2 separate regions of the Rattus norvegicus genome follow, and region 2 is linked to region 1. Evidence: chromatin contacts called from public Hi-C data. All regions are on one chromosome and are shown on one strand. The core of a region is the stretch at or near the end of the contact, and the rest is flanking DNA. Distances in the headings are between cores, read along the strand shown. Region 1 holds the start of B3galnt1 (beta-1,3-N-acetylgalactosaminyltransferase 1 (globoside blood group)). Region 2 has its middle 17 kb from the start of Nmd3.

Region 1 (7,579 bases), core at 3,447-5,946:
GCTAACAACAGTTCACTTCCAGGTCAGGAGACTGGAGTCCCCAGAACTTGGGGACTGGAGCTGTTGGTACAGCTCTGGGACTTTAAGTCCTCTCCTGTCCAAATGGAACTGAACTACTACACTGTGACAGCCTTGTAAGTTGTCTTATCTTCTGGCCTGGGGCCTTCTCGCTTTCCTCAAATGGGGCCTCACTGTTACTTTTCCTCAGGGATGAAGAGCGGTCAGAGTTGAACCAGAAACATCAAAGGAAAACCTGGATATGTGGGCCACTCTCTTCCGTAAACATCACACCCAGCCTTTCCGGATTCTTCCTAAGACAGTTTCTAACAGCCTTCCCACCCAACATCACTTTTCAGCCATTAGGGACACAGACAAGATTGGTGACCACAAGGAATAAGCAGATACCAGGAATCCCTATCTGACTCAGTCCAGTTTTTTCAGGGTTCCTCCACACAAGGTCCAGAGAAACTTGAGAGAACACAAAAATTGCCTTCTTTGTTGAAATCTAGGTACTTAAACAAATGAACAAAATGGAAATTGCACGTCTGAGGACAGCAGCTGTCCAGTGTCAAAGTGGCTGATCCATTGTACGTAGGTTTCCTCTTCATACAAAGTTCTAATTGCTCAATTTATGAAAAAAATTGTTTTGAATTATATGTATGTGTGTATCTATGTGCACACGAGTGCAGGTACCCGCATGTGTCAAATGCATTGGATTCCCTGGAATTGGGGTTGCAGGTGATCATGGGTCACCTGATGTGGGTGCTGGGAACCCACATCCTCTACAAAAACAGTACACATACTCAGTGAGCCACCTCTCCAGCCCTAATTGCTTACTTCGTAATAATGAACCTGAGCTATTCATTGGCTGAGCCCCACTCCCTGAGACCAGTAGATGTTTTCACAGGTAGCAAGTTTAAACACGCCCCTGCCTTTTCTCAGCTCCGCCCCTCAAGTCCCAGCTGGCTGCTGCTGCACCACAACTGGCTGTGTCAGGGAGAAGCCAGGGAGAAGCCAGGGAGAAGTGGGGCTTTCATCCAAACCTGATGATAATGGAAGCCTTCTGCCTCCGAGTGCTGGGTAGAAGATAAGTGGGCTTTTAAAGAAAAAGTTCCCAAGAATTATATACTGTCTACCATGACAGTTTTCTGGTAGTTAAAGCAATCTTGAAGATAGGACTTTATTCGAGACTGGGGACTGGGTGTGCAGGGACCTTGGGCTAAGAAGCAGATAGGAAAAGCAGAAAGCAGTGGGAACTGAAATTCTTATTTCGCATCTGCCTACCTTCGCTTTATCCCCTGTCAATACTTTGTAGTGAGGTTAGGGCTTTAAGTTGTGGGGGGTGGGTGTCTTTATTTTTTCCTCTCTTTTCTTTCTCTCTCTCTATATTAAAAGGCAAAGTGGGCTTTGCAGAAAAGTCTGTGATTATGGCAATTTATACAGTAACAGTTTGCAACACTATAAAATGTGCAGTCCAGGAATAGAAGGACCTAGAACCCGAACCTTTCCAATGTTTTTCAATATCAAATGCTGCGCCCATTAGCCCCCAAGCAAGGTGACTGAGTCTCCAGATTCCTGCATAGGGAGGGGCCAGTGGAAGCAGAGAGGGTACACACCCTCTGTGGCTGTCAACAGCCAGTGGGAAAGGGAGCAGGAGAGACTGGGAAAGGGAACTAAGAGCTCACCAATCAGCAAAATGCATCTGAAAGCCCATGAAGCTTCATCTAGCTAACACGCCTGTCTCTGCCCTACATCAGGGCCAGCCCAGATCTCTTATATATCTTCTCCATTGGGCTAAGTCATTAACTGTCGGTGCTCTTTGTCACCTGTGGGTCTTTCAATCACTAGTCCATTCACACATCTCCTGTGTGCCAGCTTGTGTTAGAGGCTAAGACAGCATGTGGAGGACAAACTCACCCTCAAATCAACACAGTGCATGGCAAAGTTTAACCTGAACCTCATGATTGAAACCCATGAAGAGAAAATTGCACAGGTTCCCAGTTCAAACGCCTCCAAAGCAGCAACCAGTGTGCAGGGTAGGGAACTGAGCTTGTACACTCAGACTGTAGATGCCTAGCAAAGGAACACAGCTTACACTAAGATAAAGGACTAGTTAATACCATCTTAATACTATCATCATTTTTTCCTGGGGGTGAGGTGGGAAGATGGCTCAGTTGCTAAAACACTTGCTGTGCAGGCATGAGGACCTGGGTTTTGGTTACAGCACCCATGCAAAAATCTGGGTCCAGCAGCATCTGTAATCCCGACATTGGGGAGGTAGATACAAGAGGAACTCTGGGGCTTGCTGACCAATCAGTCTAACCAAATCGATATGCTTCAGATTCAGTGAGACCCTGTCTCAAACAGTGGGACGGACCACTGGGTAACGCTGCTTGCCCCCAAGCCAGCTGTGAGAGTCTGATTTCAATGTACTAAAGCCACATGGTACACAGAGAGGACTGACTCCTGCCAGATGTCCACTAACTTTCATGTATGTGTCTGTGAGTGTGTGTGTATGTGTGTCTGTCTGTGTGAGTGTGTATACATTATGACATGTGTGTGCCCTCACACACAATAATAAATCTTTAAATAAAAAGTAAGGTGATGAGCAAACAAGGAATAAAGATATCCACTTACACACACACACACACACACACACACACACACACGCACATGCACGCACACACACACACACGCACTCACACACAAACATGTACTTGCATACACAATAAAAAGAAACTGGGCAACTGCATTTCAAAACTAAAGTCTGTAACTAAATCAGTAGCCAAATACAGTTGCAGATGCTGTCTGAAGCTCTACTGTCATGGTGGGACAGACGGCGGCTGCAGGCTGATGAATGCCTTTAAAGGTAATGGTAATCTTTATTCTAACTTGTAAGGCAGTAGTCAACAAGTTGGGCATGAGGACACAGGCCTTTAATCCCAGCACTTGGGTGGCAGGTGGATCTTTGTGAGTTTCAGGCCAGCCTGGTCTACATGTAGAGCTCCAGGACAACCAAGACTACCTAGAGAGAACCTGCACACTATCCCCACCCCCAAAGTATATTCAAATTCTCAGAATCTTATCTATATTCTGTGTAAAGGATGGACAAATATTTTGTTTTCCACAAAAGGCAAGATAGTAAATATTTTCTTTACCAGTCATATCTCTATCTGGTTACTTGATTCTTCTTTAAAACAATGGAATCACAGGCAACTGTAAGCAAATGTGTGCAGCTAGGTTCCCCACAGACAACAAAGCTCAAGGATTTCATGTGAGTGTGTGTGTCTGTGTGTGTATGTGTGTGTGAGTGTGTGTCTGTCTGCCTGTCTGTGTGTGTATATGTGTGTGTGAGTGTATGTGTGTGTCTGTCTGTGAGTGTACGTATATGTGTGTCTGTCTGTGAGTGTGTGTGTATGTGTGTCTGTCTGTGAGTGTGTGTGTATGTGTGTGTGTCTGTCTGTGAGTGTGTGTGTCTGTGGTGTGTCTGTCAGCCTGTCTGTGTGTGTGTATGTGTGTGTGTCTGTCTGTGAGTGTGTATGTGTGTCTGTCTGTGTGTATGTGTGTATGTGTATTGTGTGTTGTCTGCACGCAATATTCTTGTTAGAAAACTTTTTTTTTAAAGAAGTACTATATGATAACTTTAATGCTACTACAGCTAAAACCAATGGTCTCTCCCTGACAAATTGCTTTAGGACAAGTTATGCATCATCAGGATCTTCGTTTCAGGATAGGCATGGATGCTTTCTTCTCTGTTCTCTACTTGTCCTATTCGATAACCAAGAACTGAATTTGAATAGTCTTGATAATGAAGTATTTTTAATGCTGCAGTTCTCCTATAGCCATTCATTTTAAATAAACAAACCTGTCAATGTGAAAAGAGAGAAAATGCCACACTTTTCTCTCAGTAAAAGGGAGGTCCCTTCCTAGAGTTATGGAAGTTCAGTATGAGGTGTCAACACTACAGAGAGCCCAAACTCCCTGCTTCTGCCTCAAACACTCAGAGCTAAAACACAAATTTGTTATGGGCGAATGCTGCAAACTGCAACCGTCCTACGTCCTACCTCTGAAAACAAACGGTTGGGCAATTCCTTCCTTGGCAGTAGCGTTTCCTAACAAAGCAAGCCGCTTCTCCTAAAGGCTGGGGATGTGGAAAAAAATATGTCAAAAAGCAATGCCTGCCTTTTAGTCCTTAAGTCACAAACACCAAATACAGCTCTCCATGCTGCAGCTGACAGCATCCTTTCCAACCTGAAATAGCGAGGCTCCCTCCATCTAATATTTCCTTTACAAGGCTTTGTACGTTCACTCAGACCTCTCACTATGTAGCCTTAATCTTTAGGAGTCTCCTCCTCCTTCTTTCCAAATCTCCCATTCCCTTCCCCGAGGCCAGCCTCCTCACCATCCCTCCCCCATGAAGCTCTCTCCTACCCGGAGGACCGCAGGCCCTTTCCCGCCTGGAATGTGTGTTCCTCCCTCCGGGCCTGCTGCAGGTCCACCGGTTTGCCGACCGTATTCTCCGCTTCTCCTCGGCCGCGAGGACAACCTGGCCACCCCCTAGGCTTACAGCCCGGGAGGCAGGGCAGGATGGATTCCTGCGTCCGCGCATAGGGCGCTCCCCCAAGTAGTCCAGACTCTCCGGTCCCTGGTCCCGAGCCTCAAGAACCAGCTGAGACCAGCTGGGAAGGCCGGAGCCCAGGGCGTGGCAGCTCGTAGGCGGCGCGCTCCACAGAGGCGTGAGCGGCACCCGGGGCTTCGGAGCCCGGACCCAGGAACCTAGAAGGCTGCTCCACGAGAGCGGTGCTCGGCCGCCACCCAACCGTCTCACCGCAACGCCCGCCCGCTCCACACTCACCTCCCGCGCGCCAGTGGCACCCGCAGCGGTGCGGCCCGCGTTCGCTTCCTGCGCGCGAACACAGGTTCCCCGCAACCGCACGCACGCCACGCAGGCGCGCGCGGGGTCCCAGCGCCCACAGCCCAGCGCTGTTACAGCTGCCAGCCACTGCCGCGGGCGCCAGCATCACCGTCGCAGGTTTCGCATAAGACTCCGACTCCGGTTTTTGCCTTGTGCCGTCTTAGGGCGAGCTACCTAAATGTGTAGCCAACAGATTTCACCCCAGGGATGACTGGGAAAGGAGGAAGCCTTGGCATTCTCAGAAGGCTGGTTCTCATTTCAGGAGTGCAGGGAAGGAAAGCTTTGGTGTATGTGGACCAGAGGCTCCCAGAGTCCTGGTACCCTGCCCCCACCCCACCCCCACCCCACCCAACCCCCCTAACTGACTCTAGAAACAGCCCATTGCTATGAACACTTGGTCAACTCCACTCTGAGTCATCTCCACCCAAATGGTGAGGGGGGGTGCGGGGGGGGGGAGGAGGGGAGAGGCCCTGGGTGTTGCCACACTGGCTCTGTTTATCCCGGGAACAAGGGTGGAGGTGGTTCCATTCAAAAATAAAGTTTCCTGTTTTCTGTCCAAAGGCCCCTGGAAACAACGTGTCATCCGAAAACAAAGACTCATGCTGGTCTCTTGGCTTTAGAACCGTGAACAGATTGGCCTCACTCCAGTGAAAAGGAAACAATTTTTCAGTGAACACTTAAATACATGCATCTAAATTTCAACGACTTAACAATTCACAAGAATTGCTTTCCCACCGGTTCTAGACGCTTCCGATTGCGTCTTCGACACAGCCGGGTCAGCATTATCGATTTCGAAAAACTAGAGTTCTACAGTATCACCATGCTCACGGAAGAAAGTCCTACTGCTTTCCTAGAAAGTTGAGCTTATCAGGATTGGAATATTGTCCCTCTGAGTCCCTGTAGAATTATATAGGTGAAGTACAACCCGTTTTCAGGGCAGGACTTTTGGAAGTTACCCAGTTCCGTTTGTCTGATGTTTTTGCCCTCCCAGCATGATTTAACTTCTCTTTAGCTCTGTAATTTAAGTGGGAGCTTCTTGAACCAGAAGCTTGGTGTGATGGTAGGACTCCTTCACACATTCTATAGAGCTCTAAGTGTTATTTCCCCTGGGGGAGACTATTAAATTCTTAAACACAATCTCAGTTGTCCCAAAGCTAATACCATGGAAGTAAGGAGGGGTGTTCTTCCAAACTGTTCCATTATAAACAAAGACGGACAGTGCTTCTCTTCAGTGGTTAATAGGTAATATGTCAAATGAAGATTTTGAAAATTCTTTGGAGGAGTGTATTTTAAATTCCTTCGAGAGCAGAGAGTGCTAAAGACCAATGGTTCGATAAGGCAATAACACTCCCAAGATTGTCAGAGGAGCCAGTGGTAGCATGTCCTTTAGATAAGCTCATATGACCAGCCTTTAACGTGAAAACCAGCTGTCAAGAGTATCGTTTACACAAGACAATGCCAGAGGCACTGGAGCCAACTCAGTGAATAAGACCGAGTCCTTTAAGATTCAATCACTCAGGGGTTGGGGATTTAGCTCAGTGGTAGAGCGCTTGCCTAGCAAGCGCAAGGCCCTGGGTTCGGTCCCCAGCTCCAAAAAAAAGAAAAAAGAAAAAAAAAAAAGATTCAATCACTCGCAAGGTAATTTGTCTTAGCGAGACTTTCTGTGGAAGTGTCAGGGTAGGGGGATATCATAGGAGTGTCCCAACAAGCAGAACAGTGTCACACCATTGAAAGTCTGCTGACATTAATAGACTAATTTTTGATCAGTTGTCCCTCTGCATCTGGTACTGTGAGTTTTCAGTACAAGAAATTGTGACATCAATCACGAGACTTTGAAAACAAGCCCATGTACCTAGATATGTAATATGATTACCCCCTACATTGTCTGGCACCATAACCTCAGACAGCCAAGTAGTAGATAGAGCAGAATTAAGTTGGATGCCAGCTTTACTCAGAGTCCCTGAGCTCTGTGTTTTGTGCAGTTTGGGTTTCCTGAGAGTATGAATACTTCTACTAAAAACAGTGATGTTCTGCAGGGTCTTATGGTGTATGTTCTAAGATTTGACAAAATCTGGGTATGTTAACAAAGGCATATAAGGTCAAGTTTCCCATATACATTTCAATAGTGGAGAGAAATCAAAACTAAGTAATCTTTGACTCCAATCTTCTGGGCTCCAACTTACGTCAGAAATACTTAAATTGGTATGAACACATCAGTTCAAAAGCTCAGATTCTGCCAAGTAAGAGTTCTGCAAGTTTGCTATGCCATCTCCCTCCTACAAGGAAACACTCAAAAGATTCCACAGACACAGGTGGCATTGTAAACCTTCCTCTCAAAAGAAAACAGGTTTTCAGTCCAAATCAGTGGATGATATTGGTGGTTTTCTCTTGTGCAAGCAGATTGACAGTTGATCTGAACTACATGTCCAAGACAAGATAAAAGGGAAAAGCTAGCCAAGAGTCATGTGCCTACAGGAAGATGGCTCAGCTGGGAAAGGCACTGTACAAGCCAGGGGACCGATCCCCTGTCTCACATTGGAAAAAATGCTTTAAATCCCCAAACTAGGGAAACAGAGACTGGCAGAACCCTGAGGCTTGCTGACTAAACGGTTTAACCTATTTGGTGAGTTCCAGGCCAGCAAGTGACCCTGCTTCAAAAATAAA
Region 2 (7,301 bases), core at 932-3,431, 120 kb after region 1:
GGGAGGAAGAGTCTAATAATTCCTGTGGTATTTCGGCAGCATGTTCTGTCAGGGGACGGGCAGTCATTTTATACCTGTAGTAGTGACAGCAGGGAAGACTGTTTTATGTTTATGCTGTCAATGGCTAATATCTACTTCAGGAAGCACACAGTCGCTGTCTGCAACTCTATCTCTGTGCTTCTTGGTACGTAAGTTTTGTAGATAACAAGAAAAATTAGAACCCTGTGTTTAAGTTAAAACTCAACCTTGACTATGTTTATCAATGCCCATTTAAAACCCAGCTAGCTACAGGCAGTGCACTTTAAAGTCCCATGGCTACAGAGCACTAAATCCCATTTTAACCTCTGGTGTAGCAATGTTCTTACCACTTGCTCATATCTAAATTTTTAGATAAAATATAAACAAAAATGGATTATCTGAGAAGGTTTAAGGAAGAAGAAACAAATCCCAAGATAATCCCCAAACTGGCTATAGCTCATTCTGCTTCCTAAGGGGAACGAAGAGGTGAGGATGGTCTAGTTTTTATCGATAATGTGAATGCTTCTCTCTAACCTACCCTACATGCAGTGCTGGAGAAGAAAGAGTCATGCCCATAGTTACAGAATAGGACTGAAAGTGCTGGGGGCTGGGACTGCGTTTGCTGTCCCAGAGCCTGGGAGAGGAGGGAAGAGGGTGGGGAATGGAGTCCAGAGTCTGGAGTCAAGAATATGGAGTCAGAAAGGGGGCAAGAAACCACAGCAGAAACCAGAGCCTGATCAGAGAGAGATGTCCTGTGGGAACTCTATCCTGTGGAGTCACTGCAAGGTTTTAGCAATAAGGCTATTGCTGAATGAAAATAGAGGGAAGAAGGAGAAATAAAAAGGAAAGGAAAGGACATGACTGCTCCTAAATGTGGTGGAGAAAAGTTTATTCTAGATAAAAGGGAGACATAGCCAGAGGCAGACATATCTGGGAGAGTCCAGAGTGGATATGACCAGGCTGAGCTGGGCCATGTTGGGAGAAGGGGAGGGGAAGGAAAAGCAAAGGGGCACAAAGCTGGTGCAGGAGTCAAGAGGCCAAAGGCATGAAAAAGGGCAGATAACCAAAACATCTGGATTGCATAGGGAGGAGCGCCTAGGCTGGAGTGTTCAGGGTAGAGGACTGGGGCAGGCTGGGAGAACCTGGAGACTAGGCCAGCTCTGACAGGTTAACTAGGCACCTCAGTAGCTGTTCCAGGGTTCAGACTTAACAATTGCTAGCTCTCGGTTTGGTTGTTTGCCCCGTCCCATTATCATTTAGTCCCACCCTTCATGAACATCAACCCTTCATATACATCATACATAGAAAGTGAGGAGAGCTGAGGCGCATACCGCCCTCATAGGGAAATTGTTAGAAAACGTCAAGACAGCCAGAAGTCTTCAAAATTGTAGTATTTTAGGCTGAAAACCTGTCTACAAAGGGAAGGGTGCTCTTAAAGGCAAAGGCCACAATTTACTCTTGAGAGCTTGGGCCTCCGAAGGTGTGATAGAATCGCAAGGGGTCTTTCGAATTTATGCAATTTCTGGTATTGTCTTATCAGCCTCAGTTTGCTCAAAGATCTGGCCTCAGACCAAAGATGAAGTCCTTAGCTGCTACAAAATGTCTGTCCTTTTCCCTCTGAAATGTCCTGGGAAACAGAAATGACCATAGCCCCTGCTCTAGCTCCTTGGGACACAAGTGAATCTCATCAGGGGAGAGATAAGGCCTGTTCTTTTCTTCGTCTTCCTTAAAATGTCAATAAACATCTTCTATCTTGGGCTATGAGTCCAGTCATGCACCCACATAATGACGTTTCAGTCAACAATAGACTGTGTGTCTAACAGTGGTCTCAATATTTGTCCCCTAAGAAGGCAATAGCCATCGTAATAGGATAAGTACAGCCTGCACAGAGAAGAAAAGGAGAAATATGAGGAATGTAGTCATTCCCTGTCTACAACACACACACACACACACACACACACACACACACACACACACACACACACACACAGTTTAACCTAAGTGATTGTGCCTGGAGTATACCTGACCGGTGATTAAACAGAAGTAAAGACAGGTTTTATTTTTATGTCTGGAAATACTCAGCCAGTTGGAGCAAGACTGGTCTTTGCAGGGCTCCGGTCATCACATCTACACAGTTCTATCGGGTTCTTTCAGCCTGATGCAAATTCAGTTTCCCTTCCTGTTTGGAAACTCCCCTAGAGAGAGGTTTACAGCTGCTGACTTTGTGCTTCCCCGAAGAAATCAGGAAATGCATTTCAAGGAAGTTGAGAGAAAGCTTGGCTTTACTGAAATTGCTAGTTCCAGAAAGCTAAAGATCTTTCTGCGTCTCTGTAATTCAAAAACTCTCAGTTTAAAGTAATCTAGACCCTGGGGCCTAACGACCTGAGCCCATAGAACAAATGTACAATACACAGCTTAATAGGAGAAAAGGTACATTTAATTGCAATTGTACAATAGTCAAACTGCGGAAACTCATAGACGGCCCAGGCGGTTGCAGCTTAAACGTACAGGGAACAGAGCTGCGAAGCTTGTAGCAATTGTAGAGGAGGGTTGAACTATAAAGGAGGTAAATAGAACCGAAGCATAGGCAATGGTCCTAGACAAAGGTCGCCTGAGTCCTAGGCAGTGTGCGGTCAGCTCCGGTCTCCTTGTAAATTACTCTTGTGGAAGATGCAGCTTTTAAGTAGCTTTGGAAACATCAGGAAAATCACACTCTCATGCTTGGGGAAAGGAAAAGATGCCAGAGACGCGGACAGGATAGGAGAAGGTGAGATAGACCCTGGTTCTGAGTGTTCACAGTGGCAAGCGCTGTACTGTTAGGCTCCATTTTCTGAAACCCAATAGCTTTTCGTTTCTTCCACCCCCCGCCCCCCATTCCTATCCACCTTCAATTTTCAATTCAGATGCAGCCCTGCTTAACTTCCAAGATCAGATGAGATGGGGCATGATCAGGGCGTATAACTGGACTCTTTCTTTATATATATGAAGAATGCACTATTTGCGAACTGTTTTCTACCCCTACCATATGTAATAATTTTGCCCTAATAGTTTTAGTTGTATTTACTGAGAACAGGGTTAAGACTTTCAGACAAACACTGCAGCAGACTTCCCACCAATCCTTTTTTCTTGCTAATTGGCCCAATGATGACTTCTATAGCTTTGCCCTCCTTCCCTTCCCAGCACAAGATCCCCCACTAGGATGAAGTAGTATGTTATTTAGTTGTCATGGGTTTCTTTGGTGTGGATATGAAAAGTTTTCTTGGCTTTTATCGAGTATTCTGACTTAGATTTTTGAGAAAATAACTTCTTTTAAAAACAAAGTTAGAACAGTCCTTAATTTGCATTTGTCTGATATCTTCTGCTGATTGCATTTAGAGCAGAACAGTCCTTAGGGATGCTCTAGCCCTAGCCTAACCCTAACCCTAAACACATCCAGAAGCACACCTTCTGTGCCATCTCTTTCTCAGTTGTCACCTTAATCTTATTTTCTGGATTGTTTACACGTAGTTGCTAGGGGTTTGTTGCTATTGGTTTCTAATTAGCATATAATTAGAGTGATAGGCTTCCCTATGGAATTTTCATGTATACATGCTTTGTTTAACCGCAGACCATTTCCCTGACCTTCATCTGTGTTTAAATCCTTCTACCTCCAGTATTGCCCCTTCACTTTTAAGCCATATTCGTTCCATTATTCTCCTGCCCTTACTCCTTACAACTCTTTCCTTCCCTCTTCTGGGCCTCTTTCTAGTTCCATGACCTCACCCACTCCCCCATAAATACACACGCCTAAGAGTTAGAAACTAGGATGTGCGTGTGTCAGGAATATGTGCTATTTGTTTTTCTGGGTCACTTATTTCACTTCATATATTGCCGAGTTCTCTCCAGGTGTAACCGGTTAGAATGCAAAGAAAAGGGTGGTTTGGTTTTTCCCAGAGACCAAATGGTGTAAAGACGCCCCCTTGTGGAAGGTTAGGTTCTCCTTACAATCAAATCCAAAGAGAACCTGTGTTTGATAAAGTTCTTTGTTCTATAAAGGGCTGCATATGTTCATTTGTGATGGGAAGCTGCTGCCTTTGCTATGAACAACAGGACCAGTAATAAAATTAGGAATTATGTTCTTCACAGATTATTTTTTTAAATATCCTATTAGATATATTTATTCTATTATTTTATGTGCATGCGTGCTCGAGCTACATGTATGTAAATGCACAGTATGAATGCCTGGTACCAAGGAGACCAGAAACGAGTGTTAAAGTCCCCTGGGACTAGAGTTACAAAGGTTACAATCCACCATATGGGTACTGGGCATCAAACCTGGGTCCTGTGCAAAAGCACCAAGATCTCTCAAATGCCGAGCCAACTCTCCAGGCTCCAAGATTATCTATTCTTGAAAGAATTTTGGTTTAATTGCTTCAAGATGCATTGTCCTATAAAAAGATCATCTCATAAGTTGTCCTTTCATCAAAATCTGAGGCTTTCTCTATTCAAAAATAGTATTTGTCGTGTTAGAGTGACGGCTCACGGGGTAAAGGCACTTGCTGCCAAGATCGAGGAGCCGAGTTCAATTCCAGAAGGTCACACAGTGGCCCCACACAAATAGATGAGTTTAAAAAAAGAAAAGAATATTGAATTAAAAAAAACAGTATCTGTGGCTCCGTCTACCTTTTCTGGTAATCATATAAGTAAATATTGATATCCTGTAGCCAATCAGAATCTGGTGTTATCAAAATCTACCTTAAAAATGTTTTTCTGGGCTGGAGAGACAGCTCAGAGGTTAAGAGCACTGAGTGCTCTTCCAGGGGTCCTGAGTTCAATTCCCAGCCACCACATGGTGGCTCACAGCCATCTGCAATGGGATCCGATGCCCTCTTCTGGTGTGTCTGAAGACAGCAAGGGTGTACTCATATACATTAATCTTAAAAAACAAAACAAAACAAAAATAAAAAACACTCCACTGCTTGGGAGAAATGTCCTACTATTTTTAGATTTATTTATGGTTTTATGTGCCTGAGTGCTTTACCTTCGTGTATATATGTCTACCGTGTGTGCCATGTGCAAGCTTGGCACTCATGGAGGCTGAGAGAGATTATCATGTCCCCTTAGACTGGAGTTACAGACAGCTGTGAGCTGTCTTATGGGTGCTGGGAACCAGACCCAGGTCCCCTGCAAGAGTAGCAACGCTCTCCTCACTTATCCCAGTGACTAGTCCCCAGATCTACTTTATGAAAGAAATTATTTTAACGTTAAGGAAAGAAATACTTTGCAAATCCTCAGGAGAGCTATGGTACGTGTCTATAAAAGGAAGCTAGACATGTTTATAATGTCTACCCTCAATGAGCTCAAGAAACACTGTGCAGTTGATGGGGATAGGGAGATGTGGCACTTACTCTCCGGGGCCTGGGGTCTTGTTTGGAGCGATTCTCTGAGGAGTAAGCCTACCGATACTTGGGAAGAACATTGCGATGGAATTATATGTGCCATAGCAAACCCTGAACATTGTGTTTAAGCTACTTGGGTACCAAATTTACTTATTCATTTTGTGGTTCTGAGAACTACAGAAAAGATAGGACTAAGGGGAAACAAGGAGCTTCTCTACAGAGGTAGTAAAACTGTTCATTACCCCACAAGCAAACCTGACAACCTAAATTCAACCCTCAAAAGTTGTCCTCTGAGTCCACTTCCGTCTTCTCTCTGGCCAGTGTGTTATACCCCAACCCCGCACCGCTCCAGTGGAGGGAACCCTGAGAGACTGAAATCCTGAATGTGAATGTGTATTGTTCCCATGGGCACAGCCATGTGAGGACTTCAAGGCCACAAACTCACAGACATTGACAAAGCTGGCTGCCTTACAGGGCAGGCTCAAGAGGGATGGCAAATCTCTCCTCTGAAGTCCGAGTATGAGTGATTATGATTATGACTGAATAGTGTGTGCAAAGACTAGCTACTGCTGTTTCCTCTTCCGGGATGTTCGTAGGCTGAGACTCCCACTTGTACTGAGCCTCCTACCCCTGCGCCGTACCGGATGAACATGCTGAGATTCCGGGTTGTGGGAACCTCTGGCCTTGACTTTGCCTGTTCTTTCTCCACTACCTTGATGCCCCCAATCACAATTATGGACCCCAAGCCACGCAACCCATGCACTCAATACAGGGCTGTTACAGAGAATCACTGTGTCACTGTGACTAGACACGTTGCTAACTAGACTTCCCAGAAGCAAAAGAAAAGGTGTGTATAAAGGACCGTGCAGGATGCACAAGCTTGTAAACAGTAATACTTCTAGACTATTTTAATGCATAGTACTCTTTGTTGTGAATTTCCAATGACTCCTTGAATGTTCTAGAACGTTTGTGTTGATTTTGTTAAACTTGGGTGTCCATGTCTATGGTGGCAATTAAAGCAGGTTTTGTCAGCTTTTGTTATTCACATGTTGTTTGAGTTTAATCTGTGTTATTGACAAGGACTAGAGAGAAGGCTCAGAGGTTAAGTTGCCTGCTGCTCTCACAGAGGACCTGTTGATTTCCCAGCACTCATGTGTTAATTTACAGTCACCTGTCATTCTAGTACAGTGTATCTGAACTCCTATGCTGGCCTCTGTTAGCATTTTGTCTAAGCTCCACCCCACAGTTACCTGGCAACAGGCAAGTGCACCTGACTCACTATAAAAGGGGCTGCTTGCCCCTCCTCTCTCTTGCTCTCTTGCCTTCATGCTCCCCCTCTTTCCCCATTCCCCTCCCCCCACTCTCCATGTGCTCATGGCTGGCTCCGCTCCTCTTCTCTCTCTCTCTCTCTCTCTCTCTCCCCCTTTCTCTGTCTCTACTACCCTTTCAACTCCCTTCCCCATGCCCTGAATAAACTCTGTTCTATACTATACCATCATGGTGTGGCTGGTCTCTCTGGGGGAAGGGATGCCTCAGCACGGGCCTGCAGAGGCACCCCCACCCCTTACCCCATACCTGACTACACATCCACCAAACATAGTCCTTCTCTCCTTGTCTTTTTTTTTTAAATTTATTTATATTTTATGTATATGAGTACACTGTAGCTGTCTTCAGACACACCAGAAGAAGGCATCAGATCTCATTACAGATGTTGTGAGCTACCATGTGGTTGCTTGGAATTAAAATCAGGACCTCTGGAAGAGCAGTCAGTGCTCTTAACCACAGAGCAGTCTCTCCAGCCCTCTCCCTATCTTTTTATAAAACACAACAGCCTCCAAGAGTACCAAGTACATATATGGTGCACTTACATACATGTAGGTAATGCACTCACTCACACACACAAAA

The links. Hi-C and Micro-C count contacts between places; a contact is called where the count stands out from the background.
Region 2: a Hi-C map of mammary epithelial cells shows a contact between it and region 1, with 3 times the contacts expected there. The contact joins the enhancer-like site here to the promoter of B3galnt1 in region 1. A contact is called at or near these places in 2 of 12 Hi-C or Micro-C datasets (Schwann cells and mammary epithelial cells).

Annotation. Positions count from the first base shown.
Region 1 is chr2:156,182,048-156,189,626 of GRCr8, forward strand. B3galnt1 (beta-1,3-N-acetylgalactosaminyltransferase 1 (globoside blood group)) reads right to left here and starts at 4,697. Exons shown (of 3, transcript NM_001013158.2): 1 at 4,432-4,697. It overlaps LOC134485628 (a long non-coding RNA gene), which reads left to right and starts at 4,906. Exons shown (of 2, transcript XR_010063833.1): 1 at 4,906-5,232; 2 at 5,477-6,052.
Region 2 is chr2:156,301,865-156,309,165 of GRCr8, forward strand. It overlaps a transcript of Nmd3 not described here. Among named protein-coding and RNA genes, the nearest start is that of Nmd3, 17 kb to the right of the region's middle. Within about 2 kb of position 2,182, at least 10 of the 93 cell types and tissues checked have an H3K27ac peak or open chromatin away from gene starts, as enhancers often do.